Regions from separate parts of the Triticum aestivum genome. Here region 1 is linked to region 2. The links are chromatin contacts, called in public Hi-C maps. All regions are on one chromosome and are shown on one strand. Each heading gives the region's core, a stretch centred on a gene start, on an enhancer-like site or on the middle of the called end of the contact. The rest is flanking DNA. Distances are from core to core; before and after follow the strand shown.

The links. Hi-C and Micro-C count contacts between places; a contact is called where the count stands out from the background.
Region 1: a Hi-C map of leaf shows a contact between it and region 2, with 4 times the contacts expected there. The contact joins the promoter of LOC123098042 here to the promoter of LOC123098037 in region 2. A contact is called at or near these places in 3 of 5 Hi-C or Micro-C datasets (all in leaf) and 1 of 1 datasets of contacts at active chromatin or transcription factors (leaf).

Annotation. Positions count from the first base shown.
Region 1 is chr4D:379,630,329-379,633,633 of IWGSC CS RefSeq v2.1, reverse strand. LOC123098042 (mucin-7) reads right to left here and starts at 1,872. Exons shown (of 1, transcript XM_044519915.1): 1 at 1-1,872. The coding sequence starts at 1,755. The coding sequence ends at 913. It also overlaps the pseudogene LOC123096983.
Region 2 is chr4D:379,438,304-379,441,570 of IWGSC CS RefSeq v2.1, reverse strand. It overlaps LOC123098037 (long chain base biosynthesis protein 1a), which reads right to left and starts at 1,395. Exons shown (of 13, transcript XM_044519911.1): 1 at 1,188-1,395; 2 at 21-187. The coding sequence starts at 132. It overlaps LOC123098038 (F-box protein At5g07610-like), which reads left to right and starts at 1,511. Exons shown (of 1, transcript XM_044519913.1): 1 at 1,511-3,267. The coding sequence starts at 1,558. The coding sequence ends at 2,682.

The sequences.
Region 1 (3,305 bases), core at 623-3,122, 190 kb before region 2:
GAGATCTCGGGAGGGTCTACCTGCAGTTGCTCGACGCACAAAGGCAAAACCGGGCTCCCACACAACTCCGAAGCTCGGGCATGATCTGTGACACCGGAGTCACAATCACATCATTGTCAAGTCCCTCAGAGGCTAATGGCGGTGAGCTGGCCCTAGCACGAGGGGAGAAACGACCATGGAGCTCGTCTCCCTTCTCAGCGTCGAAGTTGCCATCGGGCACAACCAAAGGGCGCAACACAGGCGGCGCCAGGGAGAGCCCGCCCAGTGCAGCCTCAGCTCGCTCCATGAAGCTCTTCATCCGCAACATCCAACCTTTCATAGAATCAACGACATCACGCAGAGGCTGGACCGTTTTCTCAAGTTGAAAGGAAGCCATACCAAGGAGCTCAGAGCGCAGCAGCTCGGCCTGCCTCTCCAAAGTGGGCCGCATCGAGATATCCGTCGGGGCCATTGAGCCAGCAGGAGCAGAAACGATCGATGCCCAAGAATCACAACAAAATGTCTTCGGGAGGGGTGGGGCTTCTTTCTGGACCTTGTATGGAGATGGAGCTTGTTGGTGCTTGACGGGGAGGCGGGGCAGTGGCGACACAGTAGCTCTTCCCAAGGAGCTAAGGGGATGCCAGGCATTGCGGCACTCACGCGATCGATGACCGTTCTCAAGGCACCGATAACATCTAAAAGGATCTCGACAATCCGCTGCACAGTGTCCAGGAAAGAGACATCTGCAACATCTACCATGAAGCCAAGCGGGGACGGGACGGGGAGCCAAAGCAGGGGCTTGTGACGCCTGGAGTTGCACATGGCGCCGCGGGAGCACCTTCTGCCAACCTCCGCATGTATCCGCATCACACGCCACGTCCTGCCGAGCAGCCGAAATCGAGGATTTGGTAGCCGGCGGTGGCGTCTGTGGGGCTAGCTCATTATCATCGTCGTCGTCTTCTTCACCGTCAGTAAAGGAGCTCCACAAAACAGGTAGCTCTGAGTCAAGACCCGTCGCAGTATGGTAGAAGCCGAGGACAGCGCCGTTTCCACAGGAGCCGTGGACAGCGCTTCAGCAGCAGGAGTTGTGGCTGTGGGTGGCGCTTCAGCAGCAGGGGTTGTGGGCGGCGCTTCAGCAGCACCAGCCGGGGGTGTCGGCGAGGCTTCCACAAGAGTCAAGTAGGACGTAGCAGCACCGGCAGGAGTCGGGGATGGCGCGCCCACAGTAGCAGTCGAGGTTGATGGTGCATCGCTGACAGAAGCAGCGTCAGCAGAGGCAGGGGACGAGAGACACCCAAGCGGCGGAGGCGGTGAGGACCCGGCCTGGGGAAGCCCCGAGCTATGCACCGTCGGAAATGCAGCCACAACCAGCCTCGGAGGCAGCCCAACGCGGGACAAATGGCCACCAGCGGCCGGGGCAGCCTTGCGGGAGGCCAGGGCAACCGCGGCCAGCACTGCGGCGGAGGTGGCTGACCCTGACGGAGCAGCCGGCATCGTGGATGCAGGCGCTGGCAGCTTGCTCGGTGACGGCGGGACGACGCTCAGCCTGAAGCCTGCGGGCAGCAACGTGCCAGCCGGGACGCAGGGCGGCGGTGGGGAGGCCGCCGCCGGCGAGGGCCTTGGGGAGCGCTCGGCGGACTGAGCTCCCTCCATGGCCGATGCCGCGGACGCTGGCTTGGAGCACGGTCGTGGAGGCATGGCGTCAGATGGAGCAAAGCTTCGCAGGAGAGAGAGAGGAGGTGGAGGGGATCCCGGATCCAGTCTCAGCTGAAGCATGGGAGGCCGGAGGCGGTAGATCGGGCGGCGCCGCCGCGAGCGCGAGAGCCTCTCATGTCCCTGTTTCGCGGTGGCTTTTCACTCCAACTGTTTCATCGTAAAGTCGAATGGGATAGACTTGCCACATGGACGCGGCTTGCCTGCGGCCTAGGCGTGCGACCATCAGTGCGACGCAGCCATCGCACGGCTGTGCGTGAGCCCCCTCCCGCTGCGGATTTTCTCTCAAAAAAAATAGAATACAGATCCTAATACTGATTGCCGTCTGTATGGATACATCCCTTATCCACATCCCTTTCCTTGGTCGGAACTCAAGCTCAGCTCAAGCTTTCCATGTCCTCTGCTGCTCCTGCTCCTCGAGCCTCCAAGCACTTCCTGCCCATTGACCGGATCTCGTCGCGCTGCCGTGCAGCTTCTACTCGGGCGTGCGCACTCACGCATCTCACCCCATCCCGGTTCCCGGGTGGCCGCCGCCCGCGTGCGCCTGCTGAATCAGCATCCCCGGCTCGGCTGGCCGCCACCGTGGTCCGCCTACTAAATCAGCATCCCTGGCTCGGCTGGCCTCCGTCGTGGTCCGCCTGCTCGACCTAGTCGCACAGCAGTTCGGTGGGGACGGGATCCTCCGCGGCGCCGTCCTCGCTGGTCTGAGATGCGGAGCCTAGCGGGAGCATGTGGGACGACCACGCAAGAGGTTGGCGTGTCCTTGGCGGGTGCTCGGGCTTGTGGAGGAGGGGCCGAGTATCGAGGGGAAGGACGTTGAGAATCAACATCAACGCCATCAATTTGGTAGTCAGAGAGGAAGAACAAAGGGACTGCAGCTCATACATGCAGTATTATCTCCGCATACACACAGGTAATTTCCTCTTCTTCTTGTGCCATTCAGTCTCACGCGTGTTAAATTCAGAGAAGGAGAGCTATTAGCAATTCCATTACTCTGCTTTCATTCAGTTAAGATGCATGTTAAATTCAGAGAAGGGAGAGCTAGTAGCAATTCCAGTACTTTGCTTTCATCCAGTTAAATTAAGATTCCTTACATGCTAAATTCGGACTGATTGTCAATTTGTTTTCTCCTCGCTCTATGCCTCTAAGCATGACATTTAGATAGATGGTTCAGTTACATATATTATGCATAATTGAAATGGATCATTGGGATCCCGGTCATCTTAACTTAAAATGAGAGAAGGATAGGTTAGAGGCTCATATGAGCACGATGCTTGTGGAAAATTGTTCATAGCTAATTCTATGAATTAGTACACAATTAAAAAAAATGTGAACTAGTATATTTGATTGGGGACGCTTAGTAGCATTCAGTTGATGGTACATACAAGTTCTAACAAAAATTATTTGCAACTTTGAAGTCAAAACACACATGAGATAAACCTCGCGACAACAAAATAGATCATGTTGGCTTCGGTTGATTGAGGAAGGCTTGGTTTTGTCCTGTCGTCATACTAGAGGTAGAGGTTCCAATGGTCCTTTGCACTGAGGGATTCTGCATCGAGTGTTGCTGCTGTAAATAGGTAGACATGTGATCTGTCAGATGACCCTGGGGA
Region 2 (3,267 bases), core at 146-2,645:
GATGAGTAGAAGAGGATCACCATCGATATGAACCCCGAAGACGACGGCGCGGGCAAGAGGAGCGTTGAATGCAGCTGAGACACGAGCAAGCGCTGCTGTGGTGGCATTCACAATCGGCAATGCCATGTCCATGTCCTAGCTCTATGGCGAGCCTTTTCCAACAAAGGGTAACTTCAGCCTTTCAAATCTGCCAAACAAACAACGCTCCTTTCCTCAATCAACCAGATCGGTCACAGAAAAGCAGAATCTAGTACTGGAACGCACACAAAACTGATCCCAAAGATCGAACAGACACAAAGGCATCATGTTTAACCCGGGTTATTTTTACAACAGTTACAGTAAGAAGTCACGCGCTTGGATCCAATCTGAGGGCGAACTCAATAAAGCTCTTAACTTTCCCACTTTCTGCACGCTCCTAGTAAAATCTAAATCTCACCCGCATCGAGGGACATGGGCAGCGAGATAAAGCTCAATGAAGGCCTTGCCTTTGCGGCCCCAAACCCGGATGGCCGCTGCCGGCGGCGGAGATCTCAGAGGAGAGGATGCCGCGTTTCGTTTCGTTTCGTTTCGTTTGGTTGGGAGGAAATTGAACTTATGAACACCAATTTTCAAAAGAAACCCATCTTACCTCCGGCAAAGAGCCATTGTCGTCCTCGCAAATCCCCAGAACTCGAAATTCTAAATTCCAATGGAAGAGAACAGGGAACATGAGCTCTCCTCACCTGGGACACCCTAATCCGATGCGCCGGACGGCGGTGCTCCTGCTGATTACCAGGTGCCAGCACCGGCGCAGGATCGCAGCCCCGCAATGGATGGCAGCACGGGGCTAACAGAGCAGAGGGGGGCGAGGGATTCGAAGAAAGTCAGTGCTGGAGAGAGACGAGGAGGAGGAGGAATAGAATACGGAGGGAGGAGGAGATGGGTTTTGTTTGAGTGGGCTCGTGTTCGGGCGGCGGTCGGTCATCTTTGGCTGGCTGGGCTGTGTCTATACTTTTCGGCCGGCCAGCGCGTTAATAATGAGGAAGATTCAAGGCTCTCAGTTATCCGTGTGCTATCCTCCTGTTTTGCTGGGCTCCCGTCGACCTCACCTCTGCATCCGCGGCCGGCCCTCTCCCGAGATGCAGATCGAAAGAAAAGGAAAAAGAAGCAGCGGCGGCGGCGGCAAACCGAGAAGATGACGGAAGTACCTGTCGGTGGCTGAACTGGAGGGAGCCAGGTCGTTGGCGTCGGGCGGGTCGGTGACGCCTCCGGATCCGCTCTGGCCGTCTGGGACTCTGGGTAGGTGGGCAGCTCTTTCGGGGGGATCTGGTTCTCGGGGGGCAGAAACTAACGGACATATGAGTGGGTCAAGTCGTGGCCATCCGAAACGCGGAAGGAGGGAAGGTTCCGTTCCCCTTCTCCCTCGCTCGAACACGACGGCGCCACCGCCGTCTCCTTCCGGCACCATGTCCATGCCGTCTCCTTCCGGCACCAAGCGTTTCCTTCTCCTTCGTCGCTGACCCCCTGACCCCTCCTCCATCTCCGTCTCCCTAGTGCAGACCTTCCTCCTGCCCCGGCATGGGCATGGCGGCCACGAGGCTCACGGACGACCTCCTCGTGGAGATCCTCGCGCGCGTGCCCGCCAAATCGCTCGCCCGTTTCAAGTGCGTCTCCAAGCACTGGCTGGGCCTCACCTTCGACCGCAGCCACCGCAGGAGGCTCCCCCAGACACTGTCCGGCTTCTTCTACAGCAGCGCCGGCGAGGAGTGCTTCCTGGAGTCACCTGTCCACTTCACCAGCGTCGAGGGCAGCCGCCGCCCTCTGGTCCGCACCTCTTCCGCGTTCCTTCCCAGCCACCGGCGCGTCGACCTCCTGGACTGCTGCAACGGCCTCCTCCTCTGCCGCTGGTACGAAGTCTCTGCCCGTGCCGACGAGTTCCGTTACGTCGTGTGCAACCCCGCGACGGAGAAGTGGGTCGTCTTGCCGGACTCTGGCCAGGCGGGCGAGGCGGGCGCCGCTCGTCTGGGCTTCGACCAGGCGTCGCCTCACTTCCATGTGTTTGAGTTGGTGGAGCAGGAATTTTTTTCGCCGGACTTCCCTGTCTACCTCATCGGAGTGCAGGTGTATTCTTCTGAATCCGGGAGATGGGTTCATAATGAGAAGGCATGGGATGAGCATATTAGGCTCGCCAATCGCCAGTCGGCGACTGTCTTCCTTAACGGCCATCTGCATTTTCACACCTATGACGGCGAGTCACGCCAGTGTCTAGCCGCGGTGGACACGGAGGGGGAAACATGGACGGACTTCCGCGCCCCTGGCGGTCTAGATGGCGGTCATATTCAGCAGTCACAGGGTCGCCTGCATTATGCCAATTTTCATCAAGATGAAGATGCCCGTGTGGTTCGACTAGTAGTTCATGTTCTCGAGGACTACGACAGCAAAGAATGGATATTGAAGCATAGCGTTGAAACTTCATATTTATCTGGAGGGACACATGTTCTTGACCTTAATGTGGACTTCCATTTGATTGCAGTTCATCCGGAATGTAACTTGATCTTTTTTACTGCGGGTTGGGATACCACCTTCATGTGCTATAATATGGATAGTCGGCGGGTCAAAGTGATCTGCAATCTTGAAGATGGCAAGCCGCCATATCTGCCGTATGTGCCATTGTACACAGAGTTACCATCACTGCACACATGATATCAATATCACACTTCTGATGCCTTGATAAGAAGTGCATCTTCGACAGGAGTCGATTGCTGCCGTGGCTTGGTATGTCTGTTTCAATTGGTTCTTGTTTTCTCTAACTTGGATAGTAAAGTGAGGTTCCAATTCTTGCCAACCTTAGTATGTCTGTTTGAATTGGTTCATGTTTTCTGTAAGCAACTGAATTTCGTAGACTTGCCTGAAAGACTAAAAGTTGTAATGCTGCCCTGATTCTAGGATTTGTAGCTGGTGATGCAGTCAGTTTCATGCGGGACTTATTTCCTGACGGGTGCATGCTTTTGCCTTTTGATTTTGAAGCCGTGGTGGTTCATTATGTTTGCTGATTTCTTTGAGTCATTCGAAGTTTCTGTTGTTTGTACTTGTTTCTACTACATACCAATAGTTTCTGGGCACTGCTACTCAACTATTTTGGTTGACTTTGTAAACATTTGGTGAAAGGCCTGAATCAATGATTGCCCACGGGGGAAGTAGAAGCATTTCATTGACAAAGACCTAGTAAACGACGCCATCTCTACTAATGCTATAACGTCTGAGATCATTTCCTATTTACTTCTAGAT